2 separate regions of the Triticum aestivum genome follow, and region 1 is linked to region 2. The links are chromatin contacts, called in public Hi-C maps. All regions are on one chromosome and are shown on one strand. Each heading gives the region's core, a stretch centred on a gene start, on an enhancer-like site or on the middle of the called end of the contact. The rest is flanking DNA. Distances are from core to core; before and after follow the strand shown. Region 1 holds the start of LOC123096057. Region 2 holds the start of LOC123139847 (probable xyloglucan glycosyltransferase 7).

What was found. Hi-C and Micro-C count contacts between places; a contact is called where the count stands out from the background.
Region 1: a contact with region 2 is called in a Hi-C map of leaf, with 5 times the contacts expected there. The contact joins the promoter of LOC123096057 here to the promoter of LOC123139847 in region 2. A contact is called at or near these places in 2 of 5 Hi-C or Micro-C datasets (leaf and root) and 1 of 1 datasets of contacts at active chromatin or transcription factors (leaf).

The regions. Positions count from the first base shown.
Region 1 is chr1B:581,060,913-581,067,137 of IWGSC CS RefSeq v2.1, forward strand. LOC123096057 reads right to left here and starts at 4,820. Exons shown (of 1, transcript XM_044517651.1): 1 at 3,766-4,820. The coding sequence starts at 4,543. The coding sequence ends at 4,157. LOC123139866 reads left to right here. Exons shown (of 6, transcript XM_044559562.1): 4 at 77-295; 5 at 1,295-1,437; 6 at 1,509-2,030. The coding sequence ends at 1,808.
Region 2 is chr1B:580,657,296-580,663,705 of IWGSC CS RefSeq v2.1, forward strand. LOC123139847 (probable xyloglucan glycosyltransferase 7) reads left to right here and starts at 2,076. Exons shown (of 5, transcript XM_044559547.1): 1 at 2,076-3,135; 2 at 3,707-4,015; 3 at 4,129-4,419; 4 at 4,515-4,628; 5 at 5,003-6,102. The coding sequence starts at 2,380. The coding sequence ends at 5,641.

The sequences.
Region 1 (6,225 bases), core at 3,570-6,069, 410 kb after region 2:
CATTCTCATCTCTGAACACCATTGTGGGTGCATTGATGCACACATGATAATTCCCGTGTAAATTGGGTGCGTTCAGGGATTGGGCCGTATGTGGAGGTGGCGTTCTACCATAAGCCTTCCAGGACATTGCTGGTGACGGATGCTGTGATTTTTGTTCCTCGGCAGCCACCCGATTGCATCAGCAAAGAGTCCTTGTTGGCAGCTGCCAAGAATGGCTTGGCAGTGAAGATATTGAGCAAAGGGAGAGAGGTTCCTGATGATCCCGTTGAGGACAACAAGCTGACCCGGCAGACAGGTACATACAATCTGATGCCATTTCTGAACTAATTGACATAAAGTGAAACAAGAATTAGCTGGAAACAGTGAGATCTTGAGTTCATGTTAGAATTGAGGTAGTGCAGTAGCACACTAGCTGCATTGTTTTCCACTAGATTCAGAGAAGTGTCTTCAGAAAATTGTCTATATTCACGTATTTCAGTTAGTTTTTCCACATTTTGAGAAGGAGCAACATTCAGTAGTCTAGCGTTTTAACTGGACTATAGTTGTGGAAGTACCTCTATTCAGAATCATACATTAAGTATCTGGAATTTGTAAAATGCAGAGTTCATGTTTTAAATAAGGTACTGTAGTAGAACACGGGATTGATTTCCATCTAGGGCTTTCTTGTTGTACTGTAGTAGAACACTAGATTGATTTCCATCTAGGGCTCAGAAAAATGTTAGTGCAGAAACTTGTCCATGTTCACTTATTAACTTCGGTTAGCCTCTTCGAATTTAAAAGGTAGCAATATTAAGTAGGAAGGTCCTTTTGCCAGTATCTCTGTGGTGTTCTATTGCTTAGGGCTTTCTGTATCTGAATGCTGTTAGATGACATTCTGTCAATCTCTGTCTTCAGCGATTCCTGTTGCTTAGGGCTTTCTGTATCTGAATGCTGTTAGATGACAATCTTTTGTGTTCAGCGATTCCTTTGGCAGTACGAAGGCTCTAACATCGTAGCATCATCACACAGCATGTAAACAACCAAATACAGTCACAAAAGCATCATAATCAGTTTTTTTAGAAAAAGCAGAGTTCACTTGTGGGATTTTATCCATCGGCATGTCATCATAGAAAGATGTATTTCTAGTTCTCCAGATTGTCCAGCAAATAGCTACACCGCCAGGAAGGATGAGCTTTTGTTGGTTTTTAGGAAAAGAATTTAACGAGCCCCAAACCTGGTCTATGTTCGAATCGCATTGCATATTCGAATCGACAATATCGATATTGTTACAGTAACCTGGTCTATGTTCCAACAGGATGGGAGAGGATGGTACTTCAAATACTGTTTCTCGGCCCCTCAAATCTTCTCGAGCCAAATGCGAGTTTCGCTCAAATGTCACAGAAACTGATCGTTTCACCAATTGTCAAGACACTCGTCTTCAGCAAAGTTCCGGAGAAGGTATGCATGTGGATGCACTCCTTTTTACACTGGACTTTCCTGCTAAATAGCATCACCTGCTTCTTGTGCAGGTGAGGGACTGGGTGGACAGGATCGCGGCGGACTGGCCGTTCCGACGGATCATCCCGGCGCACTTCGCCGCCCCAATCAACGCGAGCCGGTCCGACTTCCTGGCCGCCTTCGCCTTCCTCGACGAGTTCCTCCCGGACCGCCCCGCCGCGTCGCTCGGCCTGCCCCTCATCTTCGCCTCGCTCATGGGCAAGGCGGCCAGCTACTTCCCGCCGGACGACATGAAGACCCTCTCGTCGCTCGACGACTTCCTGGTCTCCGTCGGCGCAGTCAAGAAGACCGTCTCCGGAAGGAAGCGATGATACGTACCGCAGAAACCGCTGCGCTGTGCATAGTTTTGTCAAGAAATGAAATGTCACTGGCTGCTGCTGTAATAGATGATTTATCCACATTGTTGCAGAATGCGTGTATAGAGTTAGTTACTACCTAGATTATATAGTAGTACGACGAAATGGTTACAGTTTTCAATAGAAAATTGTGATCCGAAAGCTAGGATCGGCCAGGATACAGTGAAACATTTGCCATTGTGTGCATCTTGTTGCAGTTGACAGTACACATTTTCGTTGGCCGGCCCCCGGGCGGAGGGCACGGACGAGTGAACTGCTGCGACGGCACAAGATTGGGATGATATGCACGGTCGGTTGGGAGTTACTCCGCGGCCCGACCGATCCAGTTTCCGCTGAGTAAATGCACGGGGGCTGCCTCCATGAGCCGGCACACGCGGAGTGAAGTGAAGTACACGGGAGCTGCAATGCACCACGTTCACGCGGCAGACAGTTACCTCATTAACCAGCACGTACGTACGTACGTACATCGCTTGTTTTTTCTAACACAGACGCAAGCGCTCGTACATACGTGCATACACTCACCTCTATGAACGCGCGCGCACACACACCCTATCATTATGAGCACCTTCGTGAGACTGAGCCGGCATATCATCTCGAAATTTACGAAGTCACCGTAGGCGCCTCACCGTCGATGGAAACGTCTCCTTCCACTGAAAGCGCATCGCCGGAAATCCTGAAAGGACTTGAACCCTGGTGGGCTCGGGATACCACTGTCCCTCCATCCAACCACAGGTTGGTTTGCCGCTTGTTGGGTACCCTATCATGTGTACCGCAGTCAGCCTTGTTGTACCACGTAGCAGTACATCAGTTTTTTTCCCTGAGGGGAATTTTTTTTTTACACAATCCTGAGGGGAAGTACATCAGTTGTTGTAAGACGTACGTGTACATCATTTTCGGTTCATGGCTAGAAAGTGGGCTGGTACTACTCCGGTTTTCACTTTTGTTGATGGGCTCAACCTCAACGTTTAGCTTTCGAGTTTTTAATAAACATGAATTATTTGGCTATCTCGCCAATCTACATGCATCATCTGTTTTTTTTAAGCAGATCTATATGCATCATCTGTTTTTTTTAGAGAGAATATGCATCATCTGTTGACGCAGGAGGTCGCCGGTAATAAATGTCCCATTTAAGGAAAGATGGAGCCTTGGCAGTTGGCACCGAAGACAGCACGTACGGGTAAATGCAATGGCAATGTAACTTCAAAAAAAAAATGCAATGGCAATGCGACGGAGAAATGTTGGTCTCTCTCTAATGCACGTATGTGTAACGTTTTCACATCTGAAAACGGTAGCGGTGTAGCACCACTACACGTGGGCACAGTAGTTAGTAGTTACAGTAGTACTCGTGACTTGTCCTACTCACAAAGTCAGAGGCCTCACTGCGTGTCCGTATCCCTGTCAGACCCAGGCCAGGTAGTTAAGTTAGTTACCACGGCCACAAGGCAGAATGAAGTCATCATCACAAGTCAAAATTACTCCACTGTAACTTCGCAATGCAGATCGAAATTAACCACGAGCGAGCGAAATTAATGCCACGCAACGCAAGGCCGAGACGGAGGCAGACAGACGGTGGTGCGCCATTAAACCTCCTCCAACCTTGCCTCGCCGTCACAGGGAGGGGCAGCGCACATTAAACCCCAGCGGCGCGGCCCGGCCGCCGACCGCCGTCCGCCGACGCCGTCCGCGGCCGTGGCAATGAGAGCGCACAGTGCAAAACGCTGCCACGGATGACCTCGTCTTCTGGTGGTCAGATACAGGGCACGCCAAGCCTGACCTCATTTTCTTTCTGTTTAAGAACGGAACGGAACGGATACGTGTGAAAGAGAAGAAAAATAATGGCATGGCGTCGCGCCGGTGTCCACGCCGTCAGCCACAGTGAGAAATTGACAATCGAGCGGACGTCACGTCGGCGGCGGCGCAAAAACTTGCGGTTTTTTCTTCCTTTGCATTGATTGATGGCGCGAGCCGGGTAACGGCGAAATTATGCTACAAGACTAGAGCAAAAATGACACGAAAGAACCAAGAATTCCGAGGAGGAAGAAGAAGAAGAAGAACTGGCCTATACATATGCTATATCTATGTTACTGGCACGCAGAGATGTATGAGCAAGCAGGCAGGCGTCGATCGATCGATCCTCCATTGTAAGTCCTTTCCGGCCGGGCAGTCGAGCGGGTGCGCCGCCGCGGAAAGCAGGAACAAGAGAGGACGATCGATCCTTTCCTCGCTGAAGAACCCAGTCGGCCGCCTGCCGGTGATCCGTCCAAGAAACCAAGAACTGACCCCGCCGTCGTCGCCGGCCCGCCTCAGTTGTGCAGCGGGTTGGGGCCCGTGGGGACGCGCCGCTTGGAGACTCCGTAGCGCATGTCGACCTCGTCGCGGCCCGGCGGGGGCAGCGGCACCGCGGGCGCGCCCTGCTGCTGGTGGTGGCGGTGGTGGCCGCCGTGGCGGTGCCGCGCGCCTCCCCTCAGGGCGCGCCGCCTGATCAGGTGCAGCTCCTCGCACCACGCCGGGCGCGGGCCAGCGCGCGGGTTGCACATCCTGGCGAGGACCGCCTCGTCGGCGGCCGTCAGCTCCGCGGGGCTCGCGCTCCCGCGTCCTGGCGGTGGCGGTGGCGGCGGCGGGGCGGAGCAGAGGAGGAGCAGGGACGCCAAGAAGAGGAGGCGGAGGGCGCAGGAGCAAGAACGCGCCATGGCTGCGCCGGCGCACGCGGGCGCGACTGGCCCGCCTGTCTTGCGTCGCTCCGGCGGTTCTTGGAGGGCGGAATGGTGGCTCGGGGAGCGCGCGCGCGGCGAGGGGCGGCCGGGCGGGCGAGAGGTGGAAGGGGCCTAGCTGTGGCGAGCGGGGGGCTTGAGCCGAGAGGGACGCGGTGGAAATTGGTCTGGGAGGGTGCGGTTGGCTTTAAAGGCAGCGGCGTGAGGTGCATGAGGAGCTGGAAAACAGAGACGGCGAAAGGAGAAGTCAAGCCAAGCTATTGCACGTATCTGGGGATCCCGACCCCCCAACTGATTTAGGGGCAGGCAAAGAGCAAGTTATGCAAAAGGGGCGAACTTTTTTTTCTAGTAATACATGTCTCGTTAATAAAATAAAAATTCGCTTACAAGCCACGTAAACATCGACATTACAGGACTGGAAAGATAGGATAATCCTATGAAAAACCCAGCGCATATCCCTCTCCACTAAAAAAAGGCAGATCACCTCTTCACCCCAGCTCGAGGCGGCTCCATACTGATCAGCAGCTTTACGGACCTTCAAAGTAGTTTGCCTGAAACAAAACCATTGCCCTTGAAAGAATCAGACTGGAGGAACGTGTCCCCGGACACGCCATCAAACTTCAGAACTGACACCCCCGCACGACTACGGCGTCGGAGGAGGAAACTAGAACTACCAGCCTCCAATCATAGACCCAGCACAAGATGCACCATCTTTCAGCTGTCACTTGCATACACAAGCGTCTGCGCGTACTCTTGGATGACAAAACCTCCCTGCTCCACTATGACGTCGAAGACAACGCCGCAACAATGGGGACGGAGCAGTAGGAGAGACACACCTGATGGAGTCGCCACCGCCGCCGCCTCGCCGACACCATCCATGAACCTTAACGCCGCCGATCTGAAAGATCGACAAACACAAGATGCCATCAACTCCGAGACGCCGCCATGAAGGGCACCGCCGGTGTGGGAGGGAAGTTGAGGCGGATTTATTCGTCCGGGCGCCGCTCCCATCACCCCAACGGCGCACCACGACCTACAAATCCAAACCATAACTACAAAGCGGAGGAACAGGTCCCCCCTTCCTCCTGCCGCCGGAGCAGCAGCCGGAGGAGAGGGGGCCATCGCCCTCGCAGTGGAGATCGGTGGAAAAAGAGATCGCCTCCCTAGTCGCCTCCTGGTGGCGGCTAGGGTAGGAAAACGTTTTGTTTCGGTTCAGAAAAGGGCGACCCTCTGGACTCGAAAAAGCTACTTCCTCCATGCAATAATGTAAGACGTTTTTTTATGATAGTGTCAAAAAACATCGTATATTATGGGACGGAGTAGTAGATAACTAACTGTTCGTGTATTGTAATTATGTGATTACGGGTCAAAAATGGATGTATGTGCTTGTTGAATCTTTTTATATTGTTACGTATCAAAAATAGTTGGCAATTTAATTTGCTTGCTGACTTATCAAATAAAACTCAAACCGATAAGACGTGGGGCAATTGAGACAACTTTCATGCAAAAACCTGTAGGAGAAAAGCGGAAGGAGGACATGAAATGCGGAGGGAGAGGGAGAGGGCGGAATAGGGAGAGGGGGGAACAAGGCAGGTTAGAAAGCTTATAAATTATTTAACTGCTTGTGTATTGTAATGATGTGATTACGAATCAAACATGGG
Region 2 (6,410 bases), core at 826-3,325:
CGGTCTCTTGATCCCTTAACTTCCACTTGTCAAAGGTTTGAAGAATTGTCCAAGCATGCTTAAATGGGAATGGCTTGCCCTTGGAAGCGGCCATCTCCTTGTACCTCATGCCGGCAATTGTCTCCTATCAACCACACATAAATCACATAAGAACCCACCAATAGCATAGTACACACACATAATCAAAATAGTGAAGAAATATGTACTCACATAGTCACTCTCCACGGCTCCACTAGGTGGTGCATCCCTCACTTGGTCCATGGCCGCACTCCAACGAGCACAAGCGGGCTTGATCAACTCCCACCGGCCTTGAAGCGACCAGTAAGTGCGAGAGATGAACCCACTATTCTTCGGCTTGATCCTACAATAGGTGTCCTAGATCCTTTGCCAATATCGTTTACCGGTTTGATCGGTGCCGGTGGTTGCATCCATTCCCATAGCTGCCCAAGCACGAACCAAGAGGATATCTTCCGCCTCGGTGTAGTTTGTCGACCGCGCGTGTGGGTGGGAAGCGGCAGTGAATGCCTCCTCCCCTATCTCGGCCACCTCCTCCTCGTCATCACCTTCATCCTCCTCATCTTCCTCTAAGTCATCACCAACCCTAAAGGGTTCGAGAGGCGGAGCCCCGAGGTCCACCTCCGCGTTTTGGAGGAGGTCCATGAACAAGGATGGGGTTGCCATTTTCTCGAACACCTCGTGCGCGGCATGAGGAGGTTCGGCCACGGCGACGAAAGGAGGTTCGGCGACGGAGGCAGGCGGGGGCGCGGCCTTCTTCCGCACCGCGCGCTTCTTCCGCTGCATCTTCACGGCCGGGGCGACCTTGGATGGCGCCTTCGTCCGGCTCTTCTTGCTGGCCGGGGCGGGAGCCGGGAGGCGCCGGGGCGGTGATGGTGGCCGGGGCGGGAGCCGGGGAGGCGGCAGGAGGAGGTGCGAGGCCCGCCCGCCGCCGCTTGGCCCCGACGTGGGTCACCGCCACCATGTCAGCCACGGTCGGGTGGGCGGGGGCGGGGGCGGGCCGGGCGGGCGCGGCGGCGGCGGGTCCCTCCATGGCCGGCGCGGCAGGAGGCGGCGGGAGGCGGCGGGAGGAGGAGGAAGTTTCCTCCCGCGCGAGAGAGGAAGAGGAGTGCGGGTTGGGGGGAGATTTTCCTCTCAACCCCTACTTCTACAGGTTGCAAACTGGTTTGAGGGTTGGACCTCTAAATTGTTTTACGGGTTTGAGGGTTTAGAGGTTCTAGTCTACGACGTTTTTTCGGCTAAAACTGTAAAAAAAACGGTTATTTTTAGGGGTTTGAGGGTTTGAGGGCTCTACTAGACTTGCTCTAACCCACCGTTTCCTGCCAGTTTGCACGTACCTCCAGCACTCCCCGTGTTAAAATGTTGCAGACAAAACAGTGTCAATCTTCTCCACGTTTGCTTATCTATTTGTCTGTTTAGTTGCAGATACTAATCCTGTCCCCGGTATTCAGAGATTCGGCCGATCACTTTCCCTTTTGTTGCTTACCACGGATTACGTTTGTTAATGGAATGCTGGCTCAATTTGTCCCCATCTCTAGCCAAGTGGAGCCCCGTACGCAGATCTAATCTCAGCCTTCTTGCCCTTTTCCCCAATACTTTTGGCCCGTAATCCGCCCCCATGCACCCCGAATTCCCCACCTGGTGCTCGTCAGCAGAGCCTGACCGCCCGGCCGTTTTGACCGGCGCGGCACCATGCAGCACGTAGCAAGCTGCCGGCCAGAGCGCGCGCGCCGGCTGCCGTGGCACCGACAGGCGACAGCCCAGGCCGCAGCCCAACCGCACGCAACGAATAGACCGACGTGCGCCGAACTCCTTGGCCTCGCTACGTACCGCGCCCACGCACGTTGATCTCATCACGCCAATTCGGCTCCGAAGCAGCGGCGAAGCGTCCATCCAAACCCGGCACCGGCTCCGCTGCTCGTTTCGGTTCACCACGGCCGGGCGGGCGGGTCGGTCGTGTGTGCGCCTGTGCGCGTCTCGGGGCGCCAAAGAAGCGTTTTTTATTCGGCCGGGTCGGGCGGTAGGGGGGGTCGACGCGGCGGTGGCGAGGGGCGGACGAGGCTACAAATAAACAAAGCGGGGGAGGGGGAGCTCGTATCGTATCCCTGAGCGAGAGCGAGCGAGCGACGTGGTGAGCTGTTCTTCCCCCCTCCCCCCTTCGTGGCCTGCTGCTCTGCGTGCTCTGGCGGGTGCGTCCGTCCGTCCTCCAGGGGGCTATTAAGGGTGTCCAGCTGCTGCCCTCTATGAGCGGGTAAAGCGGCGCCGAGGAGGAGCAGGAAGAAGCGCCATTCTTCGTTGGCTGAGAGTTCTTGGCTGCTGCTGCTGCTGCTGTCTGTCGGAGGTCGGCGAGGTCGGGTGGCAACAATGGCGCCATCGTTCTGGGGGAGGGAGGCGAGGCTGAGCGACGGGGGCGGCGGGACGCCGGTGGTGGTCAAGATGGAGAACCCCAACTGGTCCATTTCGGAGATGGAGCAGGAGGCGGTGCCGGGGTCGCCGGCGGGGCTGGCGGCCGGCAAGGCCGGGCGCGGCAAGAACGCGCGCCAGATCACCTGGGTGCTGCTCCTCAAGGCGCACCGCGCGGCGGGGCGCCTCACGGGCGCGGCCTCCGCGGCGCTCGCCGTCGCCGCCGCCGCGCGCCGGCGGGTGGCGGCGGGCCGGACGGACGGCGACGCCGCTCCCGGGGAGAGCACGGCCCTGCGCGCGCGCTTCTACGGCTGCCTCAGGCTCTTCGTCGTGCTCTCCATGCTGCTGCTCGCCGTCGAGGTGGCCGCCTACCTCCAGGGCTGGCACCTCCAGATGCCCGAGATGCCCGAGATGCCGGGCCAGCTCGCCATGGACGGCCTCCTCGCCGTCGACGGGCTCGCCGCCGCCGCCTACGCCGGCTGGATGCGCGTCCGCCTCCAGTACATCGCGCCGCCGCTGCAGTTCCTCACCAACTCCTGCGTCGTGCTCTTCATGATCCAGAGCGTCGACCGCCTCATCCTCTGCCTCGGCTGCCTCTGGATCAAGCTCAGGGGCATCAAGCCCGTGCCCATCGCCGCCGACAAGGACGACGTCGAGGCCGGCGAAGAGGACTTCCCCATGGTCCTCGTGCAGATGCCCATGTGCAACGAGCGAGAGGTAAGCCCAAGCTCACTCTGCTTCTTCCCCTATCGATCTTGAGCTGCAATTGGAGCTCCATGATACGAATAGGACAGCCTAAATTCCAGTTCAGGTAGAGTGGGGAAGATGCTACCGTCTGGGTATGTGTAGACTACATTTTGTTCGGATCTTTGTCCCGAGCTCTCCAACCACAACTCTGATGCTCTCTGACGTTGATGTGTTCGTACTTCATATGAATCTCACACCAACAACAACAAACTCCGTGATTTGCTTTACAAAAGGCCGAATTTGGTTTGCGGTTGGGATTCATATCATCTCTACTTTCTTTAAGGCACACTCATTAATCCAAATCTCGGACTAGAAGTTTGTCGTCACCGGTCACCAGATAATAATTGAGGAGGCATGTGATTGGAGATCAAAGTGTCAAGCTATAGCGCACTACTTAATTTGGGAAGTGACTAAGAAAATATACTAAAATTCAATCAACTACTAGTACACTTCCTTTGGGAAAATCTTATGGGTAATTTGTTGTTGTAAAAGAACACCAGTCCAATTCAGTTAGTAACTTATTTCATTTGGATGTCTGCAGGTCTACCAGCAATCCATTGGCGCAATTTGCGCTCTCGACTGGCCAAGGTCAAACTTCTTGGTGCAGGTGCTGGACGACTCCGATGATGCCACCACTTCGGCGCTCATCAAGGAGGAGGTTGAGAAATGGCAGCGGGAGGGCGTGCGCATAGTATACAGGCACCGGGTGATCCGGGACGGCTACAAGGCTGGAAACCTGAAATCAGCAATGAACTGCAGCTATGTGAAGGACTATGAATACGTTGTCATCTTCGATGCTGATTTCCAGCCACAGGCGGATTTCCTGAAGCGCGCCATGCCCCATTTCAAGGTTTGACTCGACTGAACAATTCTTACCGATGTAGTTGTATCGCTGCTTCATTTATCTGGCAATCGATCCTATCGGTTATGTTTCTCTGACAAAACTCAATGTGCAACCTCCAGGGGAAGGACGATGTTGGGTTGGTTCAGGCAAGATGGTCTTTCGTAAACAACGATGAGAACCTGTTGACTAGATTACAGAACATAAATCTGTGCTTCCACTTCGAGGTGGAGCAGCAAGTGAATGGAGCATTTCTCAACTTCTTCGGGTTCAATGGGACTGCCGGAGTGTGGAGAATCAAGGCTCTTGAAGACTCCGGCGGCTGGATGGAGAGGACAACGGTGGAGGACATGGACATTGCTGTCCGAGCACATCTCAAGGGATGGAAGTTCCTCTACCTGAATGATGTCGAGGTACTGGCACAAATTTCCCTATGACTTATGCAGAGTTGACCTTTGCATAGAGATTAAAGAGTCATAAAACTTAACTTTTGTAACTTTCCTTTCAGTGCCAATGTGAGTTGCCAGAATCATATGAAGCATACAGAAAGCAGCAGCACAGGTGGCACTCAGGTCCCATGCAGCTGTTTAGACTCTGCTTTGTGGACATTATAAAATCCAAGGTATGAGACGTTTTCTGATGACGCACTATGAAAGTTAAAATGTCCAGCCATGGTTTATTCAGTAAAATGTAGTTTTCTGGAAACATGTTTTGGATTTATAGGTTAAAACATCAAGTAAAATGCTTTTGTATAATTGTTTGACGAAGTTTAATTTATTTACATTTGCTCCTTTATACTCAAGCAGCCATCAATTTCCACAATAATCCTTTTCAGTTCACTTGAAGTAGAAGTATTGACATATCCACAATTCATGGCAGCACATCTTTTGTTTTTATCTTTGTCCCCTTGATTGTATTCTAGCGCCATTTTGTGGTGTGTAGTCTAATGCTTGTATGGATAATTGGCCTAACAATGCTGCTTGCTTTGTGCTGCAGATTGGATTCTGGAAGAAGTGCAACCTGATATTCCTATTCTTCCTCCTCCGCAAGCTCATCCTGCCCTTCTACTCATTCACCCTCTTCTGCGTCATCCTCCCCATGACAATGTTCGTCCCCGAGGCCGAGCTTCCCGCATGGGTCGTATGCTATATTCCAGCAACAATGTCCATCATGAGCATCCTGCCATCCCCAAAGTCCTTCCCGTTCATCGTCCCGTACCTCCTCTTCGAGAACACCATGTCCGTGACCAAGTTCAATGCCATGATCTCCGGGCTGTTCCAGCTCGGCAGCGCCTACGAGTGGGTGGTGACCAAGAAGTCGGGCCGGTCCTCCGAGGGCGACCTCGTGGCCCTCGTCGAGAAGCACACCGTGCAGCAGCAGCAGCGGGTCGGGTCGGCGCCGGACCTCGCCGGGCTGGCGGCCAAGGACTCGTCGCTCCCCAAAAAGGACGCCCCCAAGAAGAAGCAGAAGCACAACAGGATCTACCGGAAGGAGCTGGCGCTGTCGTTCCTCCTGCTGACGGCGGCGGCGCGCAGCGTGCTGTCGGCGCAGGGCATCCACTTCTACTTCCTCCTGTTCCAGGGCGTCTCCTTCCTCGTCATGGGCCTCGACCTGATCGGCGAGCAAGTGGAGTGATGTTTTTACAGCAACCGAAGATCGTTACGACGGCGGTTATTTTTCGTACTTTGCAGGCATCAGAGGAGCCCTCTGTAAAGGGAGGCAACGTTTGATGCTTGTGTGATGCTTACAGGAGGAAGCTCGCTCGCTCTCTCTGATCCCTTGCCTGCCCTAGGGTGGGGGTCTGAGGCATACAAACTGAAATGTGGAGAATGTAGATAGATATAGCTCTGGATCATCATCATCAACAACAAAAAAGCCTGGGAGACGCTTTTATTCTTTCGGGCCGTCGAAATTCTTTTGTAAGAAACAAGAAATCAAAAACCTGTTGGGTGGGTGGGTGGGTGCCTAGATGACGGGTGGTCCTTTGTTCCTTGTTGACAGACTTTACCTTCAAAAAAATGAAGATAATACTTGTTTTCGCCTTGTACTTTTTGCCACGATCAATCAATTAATTATCAGAGATACATGTTCAGTTCTTCACCTCTTCTGAATGATAGTACTAGCTTTGTATGGGGAAGCTATGGAAGATTAGCCGGCAGCTTCACAAATGGAGGCTGGCTGTTGAATGAACGAGTGAATGAATGTACGGGGGACCGGGTTCCATGCTGTCTTTGTTTGGCCCTGTCATGTGCACTGGCATGGGACATATTCGTTGCTTGTTTGTTTGCTTATTTGATCCGTGTCGCAATCGGCGAGAAGGACGTGTACCCCCGGGCTTGTCCCTGGGCTCGGCTTGGCTTGGAGAGCAGTCCATGTGGAGGCGCACAGGGACTCACAGTGCTAG